4 separate regions of the Mus musculus genome follow, and regions 2, 3 and 4 are each linked to region 1. Evidence: chromatin contacts called from public HiChIP or PLAC-seq and promoter capture Hi-C data. All regions are on one chromosome and are shown on one strand. The core of a region is the stretch at or near the end of the contact, and the rest is flanking DNA. Distances in the headings are between cores, read along the strand shown.

Region 1 (4,954 bases), core at 648-3,147:
GATCTGCAGGAAGAATCCCAGTGCGCAGCCGGTCAACTGGTACGGGGCCCCTCCAACTGCATAGCAAAGCTTGTTGCAAATGGACAGTTGCTGCTTCTTTTTTGGTTCCTTCTGGGAAGAGAAGGAAAGAATGAAAATAAGCCCAGGATTCTGGCCACCAACCTAGAACGTGCCAGAGGCACAGACATTTATTTCTCCAGCCAACTCGGCCAAGAGGAACAGTTCTACCTTGCCCAGTTCCCACCTAGGGAAATCTCACTTCCCCAACCCCACAGGAAGTTGCCCTTAAACCCAGACTTATCCCTCCACCCCCAGACTCTGAGGAAATCTATCACCTTCCATCTTTAAAGATCTCCCAGATCAGGTGTAGTGGCACCAACACTTGGGAGGCAGAGCCCAGCAGATCTGTAAAGTCTGAGGCCAACCTGGTCTACAGAGCTAATTCCAGGTCAGCCAGGGATACAAAGAGAAACCTGTCTCAAATAAGTAAGAAAATAAATGAATAAATAAATAAATAAATAAATAAAATCTTCTCCCAGGCCCTCAGCTCCTTTCCAAGTTACCCAGAAAGAGCATGCGGTAGCAATGGGCCTGTCCCTACCTGGCACTAGCTGCCACAACCTGAAAATCCTCTTGCTGCCAAAAGTTCCCTGAGCCCAGCCCAGGCTCCCTCCCTGACGCCCCGCAGCAGCTAGGATCCACCTGCGTCCTGGATGAGTGCACCAGAAGGGGGGGGGGCGCCCAGCCCGCTGCATCCTCAGCTGTTCTTTCAATCTGTCCCAAAGTTCCCGGGCCCCTGTAGGGAGTCTTCAGCTCCAGGCAAACCCTTGAGCAGTCCTACCATCCATCTGCCTAACACGCACCCTTTCCAGCTCCTAGGGGACCTTGGAGAGGGGTAAAAAGGGCTCCAGGTGCAGGGCTCAGCCCTCTCCGGGTGGAGCACTAGGGGAGGCTGAGGTTGCCCAGGGAAAGTAGAGATTACTCATACATGGTAACAGCATAATTGCTTACTCGTTTCTTCCAAGAACAGTTAATAAAATTAAAAGGAAAAGTTAAGCACCTCCCAATTAGCTATATTGTGAGAGATTCCTTTCCTGGGGCCGCATGGTTTCATGGTGTGGTTAAATAGATCCAAAGAGTTAGAACGGATCGGAGAGAGAGGATGTCGAGACACGCGGAGCTCTGTGCATGTGAACCCTCAGTCACACAAACGCTTTCGGTATGCGGCTCCTTTAAGAGCAAAGCCCTTGTTCTTATGAATGAACTTGAGTGGCCCTCCTCAGAGTTAAAGCACGAGAGTGGGGGGTGGTGAGAGATGGAGAACCAAAGGGACTCTCAGACTTCTGGGGTCTCTTCAGGTCTAGGGAGAGAAACTAGTGTGGCTCAGCACAGTAGAACCTAGAGCGCTGGGGAGAGCCCCACGCCGCGTAGAGTTGCCGGCGCCTCTCTTGGCGCAAACCCATTGTAGGGGTGTGCAAAGGGGCTTCAGACTTTCTCCATCACTCCCGGTCCCAGAGCACTCCTTGCTTTTTTCAAGCTTCGCTGTACCCTGTTACCGCCAAGTGTCCCAAGGCCAGACCTAGTCTCCGACGCCCCTATACCCACATCCCGGCCGGCCCACCACCCCTTGCCCTCCTCTCGGGACCTCACCTTCACCTGGACCGGCCGTTCACTGGCTTGGAGGATGCTGGTGGGGAGCAGCCCCGCCGCGGAACCGCTCTCGGCGCCTTCTCCTTTGGCCATGACCCGCGGGCCACGCCGCGTGGGACCGGGACGCCGGGATGCTCTTGTGTTCTGCCGGCCGGCACTCGCCTGTGGCTCCGATCCTAGGCGCAGCCCCAGCCACTACTACGTTCGCTAGCACTTAGCAAACCAGGAACGCCGGCGATGAAAACTCCCTAGCACGTCCCCTCCGCGCCTCTTAAAGGTTCGGGCCTGCGCCTCCAGCCAATCCCTGCACGCGCCTGCCCATCTCGGCTGGCGGAGCCTCGCTGCTCAGCCACGTTCTCAAAGCCGGCAACCCACACCGCGTGCTCCTAACTACCTAAGCAAAGCTGAGAAACCCACCTGACTCGCCCGAGGAAACTGAAGTCCCAGGCTGAAAGTGACCTGTCCGAGGTCCCCCAGAGTGAGTTTTCCCTGAGTAGAGCCTGTGGCCCTTGACTTCTGAATCCCCATCAGCTCCTTTTAAAATCCGGAGTCAGGTGGCTTCTCCCCTCCCCCAAACCTGAGGCCATGGGCTGTAACTTTCATTATCAATGTCCCTCGTGTCTCAAGATCGACAATTTCCTCTTCCTCCCTTTGAAAAGTAGGGGCCTTTTTCAATGGGACAGAAAAATTACCAAGTCCAGTGGCTACCGCTTCCAGGCAGGGGAACTCGCAAGTTCTAAGAAGGAGCCATGGCCACAGCAGCCGTTTATGGGTAGCTTTCTAACAGGCTTAACATGACCTCACTGGGTGCTTATGAACGCCATCTGAGGGTGGTACTATTATTATCCCCATTTTACAACCCAGGAAAGGGGGACACAAGAAGAACAGCTGTTGCGACACAGACAGGCCAGAAAGGTTTTGTCCAGTTCCAAAGTCTTTACTCATAACTCTCCTGCTCTGCCCCTCAGCATAAATTACAGAAGGCTGAGCTATGTCTGTGCTCCCAGACAGGAAGCCCTGGGAGATACAAGACGCCAGCAGCCCTCTGTGTCGAAAAGAAAAGAAAAGAAAAGAAAAGAAAAGAAAAGAAAAGAAAAGAAAAGAAAAGAAAAGAAAAGAAAAGAGAGAAGAGAAAAGAAAAGCTTTGAGAAAGAGCATGCAGAGGAATGTGGTCCTTGAAAGAAGGGAGGACCGTCATCATCTAAACAGAGGCCAGGCATAGGTGCCAGCAGAGAACGGTCTTTGCTGCCTTTCCTTCCACCTCTGCTAATGGCACTCCAGCCTTCACAGATCCCCAGGAGCCTGGGTCAAGTCCAGCTCTCCCTCTTCAGTGAAGTTACTGCTTAGACTCTCAGAGACCGCTCACACAGGACCTGTGTTTCTCAGTGTCAAGCTTTTTTTTTTTCCCCTCCTCTTAGTTCAGATTGCAGGGAAGAGCTATTGAGATCTGACTCCTCCACAATGGCCACAGCACCCTTGTGTGCCCTGGCACATCACTGTCCAGAAACAAGCCAAGGGAAATAGTGAAGACTGTAAGAAGGCCTGTTGTCCCCACTGTCACACTGCCCTCTCTCTCTTCCATACTATAGGAGGGAAGCTATGGAGTCCTGTACAGTCTCTTCCAGCCCTAAATTCTTCACTCCTTTGAATGGCAGCATTCCAGAAGTGATCTGAATAACCGAGCCAGATTATGCCCTCCTTGAAAATAAGAACTCTATCTCTTTCACTCCCATATCCCACTAAATCACAGTGAGTGTGAGCTGAAGCACCAGAGGAGCCAGCCCATTCAGAAAAACCCCAGGCACCTCCATGGACGGGCTATCTAGTTGTTCCTGAACAACTTTATTAACCTCCTTGTGTACAAAATAGGGACCTACCTAATAGCGTTGTCTGGGGGATAAGACAAGAAGTTGTACAGGAAACATTTCGCGCACAAGGACTCAGGAGCTGAGGCTGGGCTAGTTCCCCTCCTGGCCCGATTCCAGTCTGTCAGTGTAGCAACGCAAGATTCCAGATATGGCCTGACCAAGCCAGTACAATAGACCTATTATTTCCCCCAGTCTGGACACGACACATTGTTAATGCAGCCTAAGACTGCTGGGTTTCAGAGCCTTTCTCTCCCGTGATTAGTTCCCATCAGGTTGTGGTTAGCTAAATTATTCAGATTCTTAGCACCAGAGCTTGGGGTCAAGTCAGGTTTCTTCACCATCCTCTATTCTGTGTAGTGTCCCCAAGCGCTCAGCAGAATAATGACATCTGGCTTACTTCCGCCTGTGGACATTGTTTTGAATCCTAGCTCTATTGCCCACGATTTTCTTCCACTCTGAATTCAGGCCCAGCTTGTTCTAACTTCTAGCCCTACTGGTCAGGACAGAGCTCTGTAACGCAACCCGAGAGACAGTAAATCATCATGAGCAAATCAGAGCATCATAAACCCAACAGTCCCCAGTCACCAAATTCTCACTGTTTCCTGAGCAAGCATGGTGCTCAGTGCTTTTGCTTTGTGTATACCATCTAATTTACTTATTCCAACACTGATGACAGAGGGTGTTTTTGTTACCCCGTTCTACAGATGTTTAAACCCAAAACTAAAAGAAGAGAGACAAGGGTTTGATTTTATAAGCTTGATGACAAACTTGATTGCTATCTATTCAGGTACCTACAGTCCTGACCAGGTAACTCCATTAGTCCCTTTGAAAGTTCTCCTTTCTACCTCCTCCTATCCATACCATCAGGCTCAAAGCCCAGGTAACTAGGTTGAAGCTCTGGAAACCTAGCCAGCTCTATTGGCCTCAGAAGCCTGGAGGAGAAACATGGGCCCCTTCTTCATAGCCCCCATCTTCTCATGAGAGGAAGAACTTCTCCCTAATGGCACGCAGCTATTCATCCAGGAGTAGGTCTGTCCTTCTAGCCACCAGTCCCCTTTCTGGGTCTAGCTCAAGATTTCAGCTAAGGGCAAATGTGTGTGCGTCCTCTGTGTTGCTCTGCACATCCCTGCATTCAAGCAAGGCTGCTGCTAGGCCCTCCCCAGAGAACAACTGGGTCCCCTGACCTTTCTGGAAGTAGAGAAGTGGAGTGTACACAAAGGTCCCAGAGAGGATAGGAATACTGTTCAGTTGCTAGAGTACTGGTCTAGCATGCATAAAGTCCCAGGTTTGATTTACCAGGAACTGGCATAGTCATGCATACCTGCTATCCAAGCGCTTAGGAAACTGAGGCAGAAGGATTGTTCAAGACTAGCTGGCCTAGCAAGTTGTGGTGGTGTAGGCCTTTAGTCCCAGCACTTAGGAGACAGAGGCAGAGG
Region 2 (4,954 bases), core at 1,327-3,826, 2.6 Mb before region 1:
TTTGCATTTTCCTGATGACTAAGGATGTTGAACATTTCTTTAGGTGCTTCTCAGCCATTCGATTTTCCTCAGTTGAGAATTCTGTTTAGCCCTGTTCCCCATTTTTAAATAGGGTTCTTTGGTTCTCTGGAGTCTAACTTCTTGAGTTCCTTGTATATATTGGATATTAGCCCTCTATGTAGGATTGGTAAAGATCTTTTCCCAACCTATTGGTTGCTGTTTTGACCTATTGTGGTTTGCCTTACAGAAGTCTTGCAATCTTCTTTTTGTTTGTTTGTTTTTTGTTTTGTTTTGTTTTTTTGTTTTTTGAGACAGGGTTTCTCTGTGTAGCCCTGGCTGTCCTGGAACTCACTCTGTAGACCAGGCTGGCCTCGAACACAGAGATCTACCTGCCTCTGCTTCCCAAGTGCTGAGTTTAAGGCATGCCACCATCGCCTGGCAAGCCTTGCAATCTTATGAGGTCCCATTTTCAATTCTTGATCTTAGAGCATAAATATTGGTGTTCAGGAATGTTTCCCCTGTGCCCATGTGTTCGAGGTTCTTCCCCACTTTCTCTTCTATTAGATCCAGGGTATCTGGTTTTCTGTAGAGGTCCTTGATCCACTTGGACTTGAACTTTGTACAGGGAGAAGGAAGGTCCATCCAGAGACTGCCCCACTTGGGAATCTATCCCGTATACAGTTGCCAAACCCAGACGCTATTGCAGATGCTAGAAAGTGCTTGCTGACTGGAGCCTGATATGGCTGTCTCCTGAGACGCTCTGCCAAAGCCTGACAGATACAGAGGCAGATGCTTGCAGCCAACTATTGGACTGAGCATGGGGTCCCCAATGAAGGAATTGGAGAAGGGACTGAAGGAACTGAGGGGGTTTGTAGCCCTATGGGGGGAGCAACAGTGTCAACTGGCCAGACCCCTCCCCCCCCAGCTCCCGGGGACTGGATCACCAACCAAAGAGTATACAGGGAGGGACCCATGGCTCCGGCCATATATGTGGCAGAGGATAGCCTCGTTGGACATCAGTGGGAGGAGCGGCCCTTGGGCCTTAGGGGTTTGATCCCTCAGTGTCGTGGAATGTCAAGGAGGGAAGGCATTGAGTGTGTGGGTGGGTGGGGGAGCACCCTCATAGAGGCTGGGGGAGCAGGGATAGGATAGGGGGTTTTTGGAGGGGAGACCTGGAAAGGGGATAACGTTTGAAATGTAATAAGGAAAATATCCAATAGAAGAGAGAGAGGAAAAAAAATTGAAGTTCTAGTGTAGATGTGCAAGGATCTGCCGTGCTTTGGCTTCCCTTCATTCTCTAACATTAACAGCATCACCACCAGATTCCCAGAGCCTCTCAGACTCTTGATAGCCATCCCTGCCACACCTTTGCTCTCAGTCTCTCCTCATCCTGAGAAGCCTTTCTTTGCAGCTTCCTCTAGGAACCAGATTGAATGAGCTTCGGGCTAAGTAAGGGCTGCTTTCCCGGAACTCTCTGGTTCTGGTGTGAGTTCCATAGCTGTGATAAAGACCCCTACCAAAAGCAACCTGGGAGAGGAAATGGTTTATTTGGCTTACACTTCCACAACATTGTTCATCTCTGAGGGAGGTGAGAACAGCAACAGGGAGACAGGAAATGAAGCTAGGCTATGGAGCAACATCCTTTATTGGCCTCTCTTTATACCACCTAGGACCACCTCTGCCCAGGGGTAGCACCTCCCACATCAATCATTAGACAAGAAAATGCCCACCCAGACTTTGCCTATAGGCCATTCTGATGGAGACTGTTATGCAACTGAGATTCCACCTTCTGAGATAAGAGTAGATTTGTTTCAGGCTGATAAAAATCAACCAGCATTTCCCTTAACACCTGACCTCCAGGCAAGAGCACAGCCAGTAAAATTGTGTGATCTTGGAGACGTAGCTCTCCCCCCCACCCCCATGAACTTCAGTTTCCGCGGGCTAAAACATAACGTTCTTGAGACACAATTGTGTGTGGGGTGGGGTAGCATCATTGGAAGGACCCTAGCCACTGTAGTACCTAGCACGCTAACATTCAAAGCCTACTACGGGGCAAAAGTGAAGGCCTGCTTTTGTTAGTCTTGTTGCACCTTTTGGGGCGCACTGGTTTTCTCCTCATAGTAGTTTTCCTCCCGCCTGCGCATTGGAAAGACTAAAGGTGCGAAGGAACTCTTTTAAGATTACTCCACAGCCGGCCACCAGCTGGGTGGGGGCTGAGGGCCGACGGGATTCGAACCTGGGACCTCAGAGGACGTCATTCACTTGTCTGGGAGACGCGAGCAATCCAGTGGGTCGCGGCTTTTTTTTTTTTTTTTTTTTTTTTTTTTTTTTTTTTAGGGCTGGCGGTCGCGAGGCGGGGGGAAGGCGCGAGGGGTCGCCCCTTCCCGCCGCCCCGCGCGCGCGCGCGAGAGAACCCAACGGCCGCGGCGCGCGCCACCTCGCGGCAGGAGTCTCTGGCGGGCGGGGCTGGGCAGCTCTCGCCCCCGCCCCCCGCCCCTCGGCCGCCGCCGCCGCCGCCGCCGCCGCCTCGGTGGAGCCCCCCGCCTCCCGCCGCCGCCTCAGCCGAGCCGCTCTCCAGAGCCGTCGCCCGCCCCTGCCGGCGTCCTCGCTCGCTCCCTGCGCAGCGGAAACATGGCGGCTGGATGGGAGTGAGCCGCCCGCGCCCCGCGCCGCTGTCGCCCTCAGGTAAGCGCCTCACTGCCACCCCCGGCCCGGTCCGGGCCCCTCAAGGCCCGCCTTACGGCCACGGGCTGGAGCGAGTCCCCGCCCGGTGACCCTGGTGTCTGTGTCCGCGGCCCTCCGGCGGCCGTGTCAACCCGGCCAGAACCCCGGCGGCCTGCGCCGCATCTGCTCGGGCCCAGTGTCCGGCGGCGGCCTGACGCGTCGGGGTCGGTCGGGGGCGCGGCGCGCGAGTCCCCGCACAGGGCCCCTTCCGAGCGGGGAGCAGGGCTTGGGGCGGAACCGGGAAGCCTGGCTCGGGCCCAGTGCGGGGGCTCTTTCGGGCTGCTGGGACGCGTCGCCAGAGAGATTCGCCTGGGTCCCAGCAGCGGAGCACCGGGGGTCGTGAACACAGTGGGCTTGGAGCTTTCTTCAGGGGTCCCGGGGCTGGGGGCGGGGTGGGGGAGACTCACTTGTGTCACCTGCCTGGAGCCGGGCAAACACCCGGCGGCTACAGAAGGTTTCGAACCTGAGACAGGGAACGGCGGACAACCTTAGAGCACAGCAGGGGAAGGAGTTCCCTAGTAGATAGGTGAACCCCAAAACATACCCCAAAGCGAAGAGATCTGAGAGTCATCCAGGCTCCCCCTACTCTTATCCTATTCGGGAAGGAAGTTATCTTTAAAAATTCCAAATAATACCCTAATAATTTGGCGAACCTTTTAGGACGGCTCTCCGTCCTAGTCCTAATAACCTTTCTAAAGTAAGGCCGTCCAGTCTGGTCCTGGATGGATTTGGTTATAGGTAGAAAGGAACGGCTGTCTCTCGTCTTTCTGCTTCGTTTCCTCTTGGGCAGCTGTTAAGAGTGAAGATAGTAATCGTGTCCCCTGAGTCTTATTTTGGCTAACTCCCAATTCCTTTAGTCTTTTTCTTTACTCTGGTCTTTGATCCGCTCCTTTGATGAGCACTGGTTTGCCCATATTGCCCCCACAGAAGAGCTTCTTGTGAGCAGAGAGACCAAGCTCAATCATTTCTAAGGGAAGAGCTTTGACCCTAAAGGACTGACCTTAAATAAAAAGTACTCTCCCTTCCTCATTTTCGTACTGCGTTGAACTTAGCGGGTGGGGGTAGGGAGGGGAGAGGGAAAAGCTGTATAGTAGTAGCATGTGTTCCCCCAAGCTAAAAGAGATCATCCTGTTTTGTGGTTTCTCTTCCTTTGAAAAATTGAACACTTCATCAAGTGAGCTAATGTATATCAAAAGATTGTACAGTGTAATATATCATGCAGATAAAAGAGCTTATTATTTTTGCTCTAAAAAGGACTGAGACCTAGATTGGTGCCAAACTGCAATTTAATATTTGCTTGGAGAGAGAACTGCCTTATGACAATGAACTCTGCTTTTTTTCCCTGCCAGCAGAAGGCCTCAACTTGCTGTGAAAAAAACACTTTCTGTTGCTCATTAAAAAAGCATTCCTTTTTTTTCCTTTTTTTTTTTTTAAAGTTTAATTCTTAGCCTTGGTGGTACGTAGGGTTAAAGTACTTAAAACGGATCTTTTATTAGTTTTTTAGACCTTTGCCTAAGCATCCCTGCAAACAAGTAATTTCTTAAGCCCATTAGGGAAGTGATGGCTTTGTAGATAAAATGCTAAGATCTGTGGCTGGGACCTCATTCAAGATCTGAGCAAAGTTTCACTGTTTTTGTAACTAAGGCAAGCGCATACCAGCAGTCAGAACTGTGTTTATCTTTGTACTTATGTCTTTGTTTTTTGAATTGGTTAGTGGTTTTTAAGTTTGTAGCACATAAGTCAAAATTTTAAAGGTGTTGCTTTTTAATTGTGTGTGTGTGTGTGTGCGCGCGCGCCCATGGAGGCTAGAGGAATAAGATTTCTCTACAACTGGAGTTATAGAGAGTTGTAAGATAACAGTTGGGTGCTAAGAGCTAGGCTTGGTTCCTCTGGAAGAGAGATACATGATCTTAAACATTGAGCTATCTCACCAGCTCCACACATGTCAGATTTTAATTTCTGGAATGTTAGTTTGTGCAAATACTGTTTCACTTTTGTGTAACTTGTTAAAGAATTATATGGTGCCATTCTGTACAGAACTGCACCCTCCAGGGTAAGGATTCAAAACTGGGAAAACTCTGATATGAACATTACAATGAAATTTAAACTTGCTGTATTGTAACCTTTATACTTATATACTACCATGTGTCAGGCATTGAGTTATGTATGGTGTAGACTGGACACACAGATAAGTGGGACATTTGTAACATTGTGGAGCTGGACCAATGTG
Region 3 (4,954 bases), core at 931-3,430, 2.2 Mb before region 1:
TTAGCCTCCCTAGGCACATAAGGGGCTCTGGCGTATTAATGTTCAGTGGACACTGGAGCCCCTAGTCCACCAGCATTGAACTATATCACTCCACTGACAGCTACATCCAACAGACGTCCGTCCAGGTCTTTTGGGTGCACTGAGATGTGGGCTGCCCCTGATTATTCACTGGGATCCAAAGCCTGGCCTTACACCCAGCAGAGTCTCAGCCTGGGGTCTCTGCACAAAGCCACAGCTGCCACTCTAAGTATTCTAAGTGGGTCTGTAGAAAGTTCCCTTTCTTTGTTCTTCCTGGTACCATCTTCCTCTTCCCCTGAGATTCTGTACCCAACCCCCCACCCCCCGGACTCATGGGGCAGAGGTAAGAGGGCATACAAGGAGGACAAGCAGAAAGACACGGGTGGGGAAAGCCAGATAGAAGGGTGGCCAAGCAGGTGAACAGAGAGATAGACAGATGGACACACAGACATCAAAATAAGTAAGAGGATAGGCCCACAAAGCACGAAGACAGACAGACCAACAGAAAGGCTGTGGGACAGACAGGTAGAGAGATTAACAGACAAGCTAACTCACACACAAAGGGAAACTCAAGTCTTGCATAGGGACAGATTGTCAAGTGACTATCAGGTGGACAAAGCGGGCTGCCCTGGAGACCCTGGAGCAGGCAGTGGTAAGAGCAGCTCATTGTCTCTCCCAGGCACTTCTCAGCATCTCAGCACCAGGCCCAGCCCTTTAACCGATATGGCCTGGGCCTCTCATGTTCCTGGTCCGACCAGGCCTTCCCCCAAGACTGCCTTCCGAGCTGCCAAAATTCACTCTCTACATCCAAGAGGGGTCAGTGTTTTGAAAGTTGTAGGAGCCTGCTGAGAGGAGGAGGGGCCCCACAGCGGCATTGTTTCCAAACATACCCCTCTCTTCTTTCTTTTTCCCCATGCTCAGAGCCAGGCCTAGTACAGCTGGCCAGCAAGGCAGGAGAGCTGGGCCCAGCCTTCAGGGCAAGGCAGGACAGGGCAGGGCAGGCAGGGCAGCCTGCTGCCTTGGGTACTTCGAAGTTGAGGGTGCGGAGCAAGACTAAAGAAGACACGGATAAAGTTGGAAACAGCACACAGGCCTGTCAGAGCCATAGGGACCCTAGACAGCCCTGATCTGGGTACAGCCTGTCTCTGAAGAGAGAAATCTCCAAGGGGACCAGGTGGGAGCACAACATAACTACAGAGCCTGAGGGGAGAAAAATAATGTAGGGGCTAGGGTCTTCTGTGTCTGGGACACAGGGAGGGTGAGGTGAACAAAAGATAAGGAGAGTCCCACTTTAGCGGCTTCGGACTTGGTAAAGCAGAGAAGAGCAAGAAGCTGAATGACGGATCAGAGCAGTGGGGCTCTGCGATCAGGATGAAAGTAAGGAGAGCAGGCAGAAGAGGTTAGACGCCAGGGCAACAGGGGTCAAGGCTGGGAGATCAGGGGTTAGGTCAGGCTGGGAGACCGAAAAGGGGGCACAGGCCCAAGAGGGGAACTGAGTGAGGGTCTGCCCCGGGGCAATAGGATAGAGAGGTGGAGCCAGCGCGGGGTGGCGGTCCCCAAGGAGTCTGGCTCATGCGGGGTCAGAGCCGGGGCACGTCAAGGGGTGCGGGGGCTCCAACTTACATGAAGACGTGGTAGACGAAGGCCCACCCGCGGGGCCGCTCCAGCACGTTGTAGACCCAGTTCTGCAGGCGGCGGTAGCGCTTCTGCGCGGCGGAGGAGCGCTGGCCGCCGCAGGCGGAGCCCGAGCCGGAGCCCGGCCCAGGGAGGGGCGCGCCCGGCGGCAGGGGGCTGCCCAGAAGGCCGAGGCGACGCGGAGAGCCGCCCCCGCCCGCCTCGCCCTGTTCACTCTGCACGGCCGTGAGCGCCACCAACTCCGCGCGGGGGGCGTCCCCGGGCGGGGGGCCCAGGCCGAGGCGGCGCGGGGGGGCCTCGGCCATGGGCGGCGCCGGACGGGGGACCGGGGCGTTGCGGGGCGGGGGCGCGCTCGGGCGGCTCAGAGTCGCATGGCTCGAACCCCGGGCCGGCGAGGCGACCCTGGGCGCGCACGCAGGCGGCGGGGGCTAGGGACCAGGCCGGGTCCGTGCGGGGTCCGGAGGCGGTCGCTCGGAGCCTCGGGGCCGCGGGAGCCCGTACTGACCGCCCGCTTCCCCGGCGACTGGGGCGGCTCTTTCCGACTCCAACTCTCTTATTACGCGCTCCATGCCGCTCGCCTTTCCACCTGCCGCCGGCGCGCCGCTCACATGTCACCCTCCCCCGCCCCGCCCCGCCCCTCCCCCGCCCGCCCCGCGGCCGCCTTCCCAAATCGGGGAGGGAGCGAGAGAGAAGAGCACCGGGAGGGGGACCCGGGTCGGACGCGGCGGAGCAGGGCGCGCGGTCCGCCCAGTCGGTGTGTCCCGGCCCCGAGCGCGTGGCGCGGGCAGCGCGCCGGGCCCCGAGGCCGGGCGTGTACGAGTGGTGTGGCCCTGGTGGCCCGCTCTGGGGAGGGAGGTTGGGACGCCTGGTGAGTGGTTGTGGAAAGTGGAGCGTGGAGTGTGGAGTTGTGGCCGCGGTAGCTCGAGGGACACTTACATTGTAGAGTGGAGGTGTTTGTGTCCAGAGAAGTGCCTACTTGTGAGAGTTGGCTAGCCAGCCGTGGGTCTGCGTGGGTTCAGAGTGAGTGGGTGGATGGATGGATGGATGGGTGGGTGGGTGGGTGGGTGGATAGATAGATGGATGAGAGTACAGAAGAGTGTGCAGAACCGGGCAGTACAGCGCGATGGGTAATGTAAGCGAGGAGGTGTGCCCGTCGGGTCGTGCCCTCGGTTTCTAGTGCAGGGTGTTTAAAATGCGCTGAGGGCCGAGTGAAGTTGGGACAGCAGCTTCCGTTCCTCCTGCTGTTGTTACTTGAAGGGCCCGGTGCCCTACAGCTATCGAGAGATGTGTGGGGTGGTGTAGCTCACAGTTGTGCCCAGATGCGTCTCTCCTCCCGTCTTGTTGATGAAGGAGGAGACCCCAGTTGATCACCCTGAGCAGAGGGGACGCTCCCTCCCTGATTACGTACCTGCCCTCATCTCCCCACTCCATCTCCGCTCCGTGGGATTCACACCCGCCACCCCCTTCTCCCACTCTAGCCCAGAAAAGCTTGTTTAGGGCAGATAGAAGTATAGAAATAAACGTACTAGGGGCCAGTATTAGGGGAACGGACAGAGCACTCCCAAAGGCCTATAGCACCCCACCAGGACTTTCTCTAGGAGCACCCCTCTCCAGCAAAAAGTTCTCGGTGCCTGACCTCCGTCTCCGCTGTGAGCTGTCTGGCCCCTTTTCCCTCGCCCTCCTGACCGTGTACTAGGTGATGATTCGGGTTTGCTGGCCCTCCTTCCTTCTTCCCCAGCCTAAAGCGATGGCCAAACCAGACGCTCCCGCTCCCTCCGCAGGCCCTGCCCCAGGGTGAAGCGCTTCCGCAGCAAACTCTTCTTCACTCCTCGGGGAGGATCTCGGGGGACACAGCTAGCTGGAAGGGGGGGGCGGGCTGCAAGCTCGATTCTCAGCTGTCAGCAAAGGCAGCATTGATCTGCTGAGCGCCAGAGCGGGAGGGCTGGAGGGAGGGCTATGGACCGTGAGGGTGGGTAGGATTCGAAGTTCCCAAGCTACCTTTGGCAGCCTGTACCCCAACCCCTAGCGACCCTTACCCTCCTGCCCAGCTGGGATGCATTCTGGGGTCTGACCTGAATCTCTCCCACTGCTGCTGGTGCTGGGAGTGCGCAGTGCTCCTGCATAGGTCATGCCCTGACCTACTGAGAACTGAAGGTTTCTAGACTTGGGGGCGGGGGGGGGGTGCGCACTATGGTTGCAAGTGCCAGGGCTAGATATAGCTATCTTCTCCCTATAAGCTGAAGCCCGTATATCCCCCACCCCATATATGGCATTGTCTCTCCTGACTGGTAAACTGCAAGTTCTCAATCAGAGGCCCAGGGATGGGACTCAAGTCAAGAATTCAAATTACACAACGGAAAGTGGCTGCTGGGGTCTTTTGAGGCTTTGATCTTAGCTGAAACGGAACTTGAATTCAGGTTGCCCTTATCAGCACTTGGGATATCTAAAATTGGGTCTGTTCTGGGAAATCTGATCCTCCAGTTGAGTGCCACCTATGAACCCATGCTCCCCTTCTCGTGTGGGTGATTGCCAAGCTTCCCTTCTCTCTGTGAATGGAACTCCGCAGGAGAGGGTCCTCGTCATTTTTTCCAGTTCATGGCCTATATTACCCCATCCAAGGCTGGGGGAAGGTAAGAGAACTGTAGTTCCTGTTGGGATGGAAGCTAGATTTCAGAAGCACCTACAGAGGTCCCAGAGGCTATCTTTGAAGGTCAGCACCTCGTGGAGGGTCATGTGCATTGATAGTAAGAGGAGGGAGACAAGAGAGAGTTCTTCCTAGGGTGTGGTGTGTGTGTGTGTGTGTTTGTGTGTGTGTGTGTGTGTGTGTGTGTGTGTAGGAGGCAGAGGAGAGTCCAGAGAGGACAGGTGGCTACTCTTGAGTGTTACTCAGTGGCCTTCCTGTGCCCATCCGGATTCCCAGGACATGACAGAGAACGGACTTTCCCCACAGCAGGCTTTAGTGACTAAGACACTTTTCTGAGCAAACAGCTGTCTCTGGCTCCCAGGTCTAGCCTCCCTACTGGAGGGAGGTGGGGTATGCTATGGCTTTCCACACACCATTCTCTAACTCCCACATCTATGCCCTTGACTCCACCCTCTGCAACTTCCTCAACTCTGCTTCCTCAGCTCCTTGGGAACCCTGCCTAGTCTTCTGAGCTCATCCCCTGACCCATGTTTCTCCCTGGCTCTTGAGTTTCCAGGGCTGTATAAGAACAGGCCAACTCCCTGATCTGCTGTAATCCATCACTGTCTCCATCATCCATCAATGGAGCAGGTATTGATTGCGAGGAAGGGTGGGGAG
Region 4 (4,954 bases), core at 1,736-4,235, 2.0 Mb before region 1:
ATATACTATAAATTAATTAATTAATTAATTAGTTAATTAATTAAAAAAAAAGATGTTGAGCCAAAGTCCCTCAGCTAGAACATAAAAACTCTGGGCTGAACACAAAGCATTATGGGTATGAATGATGAGACCACACAAAACACTGACTCCTCTTCCTACCCTACTACTCTGCGCAGACTAAGACTTGGGCATGTCTTAAAGGAATTAACCAACTTAGGTAAAATGAGAGCAGTCAGGCATTTTGTTCTTGCCTCTCAGAGAAAGAGGATGAAAAAAAGATTACCAAAAAGACTGACTAGGGCAAAGATGACCAGGAGTTTTGCAGAAAACCTGAGACTCGGGCCAGAGACCTTTGATTCCCTGATTCTGAGTTAGGCTCTCACACGCAGGAACTGGCAGTGGGGGAGGGGCACATCCTGTGGCCTTCCTTCCTGTTATATATTGTTTCTGGGGACAGGGAAAAGAAGGGACACACAGCAAAAGTCACCAGGAAGCAGAGGTAGGAGCCCAGCATTTCCTTCACAAATATCCCCTGACCCCCATGGCACAAGCATGAACCCGCATGGATCTTCTTTCCCCTAAGTTATCCCCAAGGGACCACCCCTTCTTCCAACTTTGTCTGTTCTCACCTTCTCCTCCAAACATTTTTGTCACATCCTCCCACAGGGACACCTCCTTCAACTTCACCCAGGTCGCCTCAGTGGCCGGGGTGATCAGGAGCTGCTGAGGCATGATGGCGCCGGCCTGACTGGGGGTGGCAGCTTCGGGTGGGGAAACTGCTGGAACTTTCGATGAGAGGCTTCCTGGTTGTATCGTCCTCAGGCCATAATCTTTTACCCTGGAAGAGTTGTTGAGCCCCTGCAATATCAGAGACCATTGTGAGATGAAGAACTCTGGGTATAGACGCTTCATCTTTGGGAGGCAGTCCTGTAAGCTGCTTTGAGGCCTTTGGACTCCCCTTCCTTTTCTTTCTTGCGACAGGATTTCTCAGTATAGCTCTGGATGTTCTGGAATTCACTCTGTAGACCAGGATGGTCTTGAACTTAGATATCTATCTGCCTCTACCCCCTGAGTGCTGTGATTAAAGGTGAGCACCACTATGTTTGGCTGTACTTTCTTTTAAACTTTATTTGTCTGTCTGTCTGTCTGTGTGCCATGGTGCTCAGCTGGAGGGTACAAGATAACTTATGGGAGTCCATTCTCTTCTTCCAACAAGTGGGTCAGAGGGATTGAGCTCAGGCTGTACGACTTGGCAGCAGGTGCCTTTCCCCACTAAGCCATCGGACTAACCTGCTTTGTGTGCCTAGAGAGCAAAAGGCATGAAAGGAGAGACCCAGAGAACCCATCATACAGCCAGAAGTCCAGAACTGTCTTTATAGCTGCAAAAAGGCCTAGAAGATTCGGCACCAATACTGAAATAATAGTGTCCTGGATACAGAAGTAACCCTCAACTTTAAACACATAGATACAAAGACGCCAGTACCAAAGGAAAAAAAAAAGTACAAATGTCCACATGCCCTGACCTGACCACCTTGTAAGCTGCATGCCCCTTCTGCCTGCTTACATATTTGGAGCTGGCGCCAAGGAAGGCTCTTTGATGTCTGACCTGTATGTAAAGCTGAGACCTGAGGCACTTCAAGTCTGACCTTCAGTTTCCTCATCTATAAAATGTGGATGTTAACTACTGCACAGGGATGCAGTGTTGAGACAATGTTAGGTCTACTAAGTTAACAATTAAGACCTTTTTATTTTAAAGCTGTACAATAAACATTATCTTAAAGTTTAAAAAAAAAATCACGGGCTGAAGAGATGGCTCAGCAGTTAAGAGCACTGACTGCTCTTCCAAAGGTCCTGAGTTCAAATCCCAGCAACCACATGGTGGCTCACAACCATCCCTAATGAGATCTGACACCGTCTTCTGGGGTTTCTGAAGACAGCTGCAGTGTACTTATAATAAAGAAATAAATCTTTAAAAAAAATTAAAAATAAAAAAAATCACATGCGTTTATTTATGGGGGTGGAGGTCACATGCCAACTTTTGAGAGTTGGTTCTCTCCTTTTACCAGGGCATCAGACCTGTCTGCCAAAGCCTTTACGGGGCCCCAGTGGCCATCATGTTTTAGAGTTATTTTAGAAAACAATTAGAAAGCTCAGCTTGAATATCTCAGTTGATAAAACAGTAATTCACAGGGCTGCGCTTTGTCATAAGCCAGCAGCAACAGTCGTCATCACACACTCCAAATGCCCAGCACAGCTGGTGAAACGAATCCCCGGTTCAGATGCAATTAAAACTGCAGGGTTATGTGCTCCCACAGAGCTGGAGAGGAGGAAATATAGTATGTCAAGTGCAAGTAGAACCACTACAGAACTGACCATAACAGCAATTTGGAAACAACCCGAATCCATCATCTGAATCGCCCATTCAGCATATGAATAGTTGTGGACACTGGGACCAGATTCAGTGGACCTGATACCCAAACGCAGCTCTCTCTCGGGGAGGGGACTGCTCTTTGAAGTCTGGGGGAAGAGGAGGAAAGGTGAAAGACTGCCTGTCCAAAAAGACCGGAGTTGGTGCAAATAGCCCCGACTATGTAAAAAGTCTCGTCACTAAGTGCAAACTTTGTGCTGTTCCTTCCGAAGGAGCTGGCAATCCCAGAAGCTTGCTGAACGACCCATCGGCAGAACTTCGCAGGCAGCCACCCGGTCGAGCTCGCAGCTCCGCAGCAGAGTCGCCTACTCACCGGAGGATCTCCGGATCCGTTCCCGCCAGCCTTCCACGCTCACACCGCGGCGCCCAGTGCGCAGCGTGGCTTCCGAGGGACACAGGACACCGTCGGCCTCCGGGCTGGACACCGGCCTCTCCCGCTTCTCACCCGCCGCACCCGGGAGCGGAGCTCCGCGCGCACAGGCGTCCTGCCCGGCCTTCTGTCCCAGCCCAGGACCTGCGGCGCCGGCTGCGGCTCAGATGCCCGAGCTCCGCCGTTTCACCCCGCCCCTCTAGCCCGGTTCGTGTCCCCGCGCCTCCACCCGGGACCCGCCCACCCCACGCTGCTCGCGTCAGCGCCCTGCCCGTGGCTCCGCCCACCCGGGTGCTGCGCGACCCAGATCCCGGAAGCCGGAAGCCGCCCGGGCAGACCCAGGGGCGGTGTCCAGCGAAGCCGGCAGCCCCTGCTGAGGGTCTCCTGTACCCCGTGGCCCGGCGAGTCTTCCTGGAGAAGCCGCTTCTCTGTCATTCTTTCATTCTTAAGGCTTCAGGATGCAGCCTTAAATCGCACGCAGTTCCTGCTCTCTCCTAATCTCCTAATTCTGGTGAATTCGATAAGTAGAAAAATAGACAATCCAAAAGGCAACAGGGGCCTAGAAAACAATAAACTTAAAAAAAAAATTCCGGGATATGTATTTTTAATGTCCCTAAAGACATGTATTAGTTTGCTTAAGGCTGCCTCCCACCCCCAAAGAAAAACACTTCACACCGGTGACTTAAACAATAGGAATTTATTTTCCCATGGTCCTGGAAGGTAGAACCCCTTTCTTCCCATATTCTCACGGCGTGTTTCCTGAGTGCCTGTAGCTAGGGGAAGTGTCTGGTGTCTGAGTTAGCCTTCCTCAGTTCCTCAATTTAACTTATCTCTTTAAAAGTTCAGTAAACATATGGCATTGAGAAAATAAAACTGAGCCCACTGGAAGATACAGAAGAGATGACGACAGAGTAAACACTTACCAGAGCAAAAATTGGAAAACCAGCATCCAGAAAGTTAATCCAAGTTGAAAGCGGCTTTTGCCCAGCTATCTGGAAAACAGACCTTTCATACTGCACATAGAGACTGGGAGGGGGAAAAATGAGCGGACTTGGGACTGATATAGGAAACCCTCTCCACATGAGTAGAACCTCGAAGGGCTGGGTGTTCTCTTTAATGTGTGTGTGTGTGTGTGTGTGTGTGTGTGTGTGTGTGTGTGTGTGTGTGTCTGTGTGTGTTTGGGATGGGGGAAGATAAGTGAAACAACATGGGAAAAATTCATGAACTGCAAAAAAATTTCGTGTCGTTGGCTGTGATCTTCGTTCAAAGTCATCTCTATCTATTGAGTTGAAGACAGTGGCACTTGGGCTGTAAATTAATTTGCAAAAAAAAAAAAGACAAATTGGCAGTAGAGAGTTTATTAAACACTACTGTACAGTTGCATCTGGTGCTCCTGGAAAAGGGATTGCACCCCTGAGAGGAGTGGAAGATCTTTGGAGTTGGCAGAACTAAAGCTCTGAGTTTATCTCATGAGCTGTTTGTCAGTGTCCCCATCTAAGGGACCCGCTGACTTCTGTCTTGCTAAGCAGTTAGTCTTACTGCACTAAGTAACTAATTAGCTAACTCTTGATTGGAACAGACACCAGGTGTCATTCAGAGTAGGCTTCAAATGCCTGTATAATACATCACAAGTCATTGGTTCCCCACAGTCCCACTCTGATTGTTAATGTGGAAGGAGGTTTGTTTGTTTTGTTTTTGACTCTACATGTTACGGGGGCGGGGGGCATCATCTTTAGCAGACAGCATTATAACTGTAAGCACCCGGCTTCCCTTCAGTTACAATGTCGAGTGCAGACTTAAAGATAAGCAAGCTGTGGGCATAGTCCCATGTGGTGTTAGGGTGCCTACTCAGTCTGCCTAAGGCTCTTCATATTCAACTCCCCAGTTCATGGTGGCACCAACCTGCAAAAATGACTGTTTCCTTAAAGAAATAAAATGTGGCTGGTTGGTGGTGGCACACTCCTTTGATCCTAGCACTCAGAAGGCAGAGGCAGGAAAGAAAGAAAGAAAGAAAAAAGGGAAGAAAGAGAGAGAGAGAGAGAGAGAGAGAGAGAGAGAGAGAGAGAGAGAGAGGAGAACCTGACTTGGAGTATTTTGGCAGACACCTGGAATCTCTAAAGTAATTTTTGAAGGCAGACTCATTGATATGTGTGTGT

The links. Promoter capture Hi-C pulls out the DNA fragments that hold promoters and counts their contacts. HiChIP or PLAC-seq counts read pairs in DNA pulled down with a chosen protein or histone mark.
Region 2: a contact with region 1 is called in a promoter capture Hi-C map of liver, with 5 times the contacts expected there. The contact joins the promoter of Scmh1 here to the promoter of Mfsd2a in region 1. A contact is called at or near these places in 2 of 39 promoter capture datasets (liver and pre-B cells).
Region 3: a contact with region 1 is called in a promoter capture Hi-C map of embryonic stem cells, with 4 times the contacts expected there. The contact joins the promoter of Kcnq4 here to the promoter of Mfsd2a in region 1. A contact is called at or near these places in 9 of 39 promoter capture datasets (cranial neural crest, embryonic stem cells, hippocampal neurons and 4 more) and 1 of 115 datasets of contacts at active chromatin or transcription factors (embryonic stem cells).
Region 4: a contact with region 1 is called in an H3K4me3 HiChIP or PLAC-seq map of pro-B cells, with 10 times the contacts expected there. The contact joins the promoter of Zfp69 here to the promoter of Mfsd2a in region 1. A contact is called at or near these places in 7 of 39 promoter capture datasets (cranial neural crest, hippocampal neurons, liver and 4 more), 3 of 115 datasets of contacts at active chromatin or transcription factors (astrocytes, pro-B cells and stem cell-derived neural progenitor cells) and 1 of 9 other capture datasets (pancreatic islet).

The regions. Positions count from the first base shown.
Region 1 is chr4:122,959,291-122,964,244 of GRCm38.p6, forward strand. Mfsd2a (major facilitator superfamily domain containing 2A) reads right to left here and starts at 1,898. Exons shown (of 14, transcript NM_029662.2): 1 at 1,651-1,898; 2 at 1-111. The coding sequence starts at 1,743.
Region 2 is chr4:120,402,772-120,407,725 of GRCm38.p6, forward strand. Scmh1 (sex comb on midleg homolog 1) reads left to right here and starts at 2,577. Exons shown (of 18, transcript NM_001379185.1): 1 at 2,577-2,685.
Region 3 is chr4:120,745,219-120,750,172 of GRCm38.p6, forward strand. It overlaps Kcnq4 (potassium voltage-gated channel, subfamily Q, member 4), which reads right to left and starts at 2,181. Exons shown (of 14, transcript NM_001081142.3): 1 at 1,642-2,181. The coding sequence starts at 1,958.
Region 4 is chr4:120,948,703-120,953,656 of GRCm38.p6, forward strand. It overlaps Zfp69 (zinc finger protein 69), which reads right to left and starts at 2,986. Exons shown (of 6, transcript NM_001384119.1): 1 at 2,742-2,986; 2 at 630-858. The coding sequence starts at 732.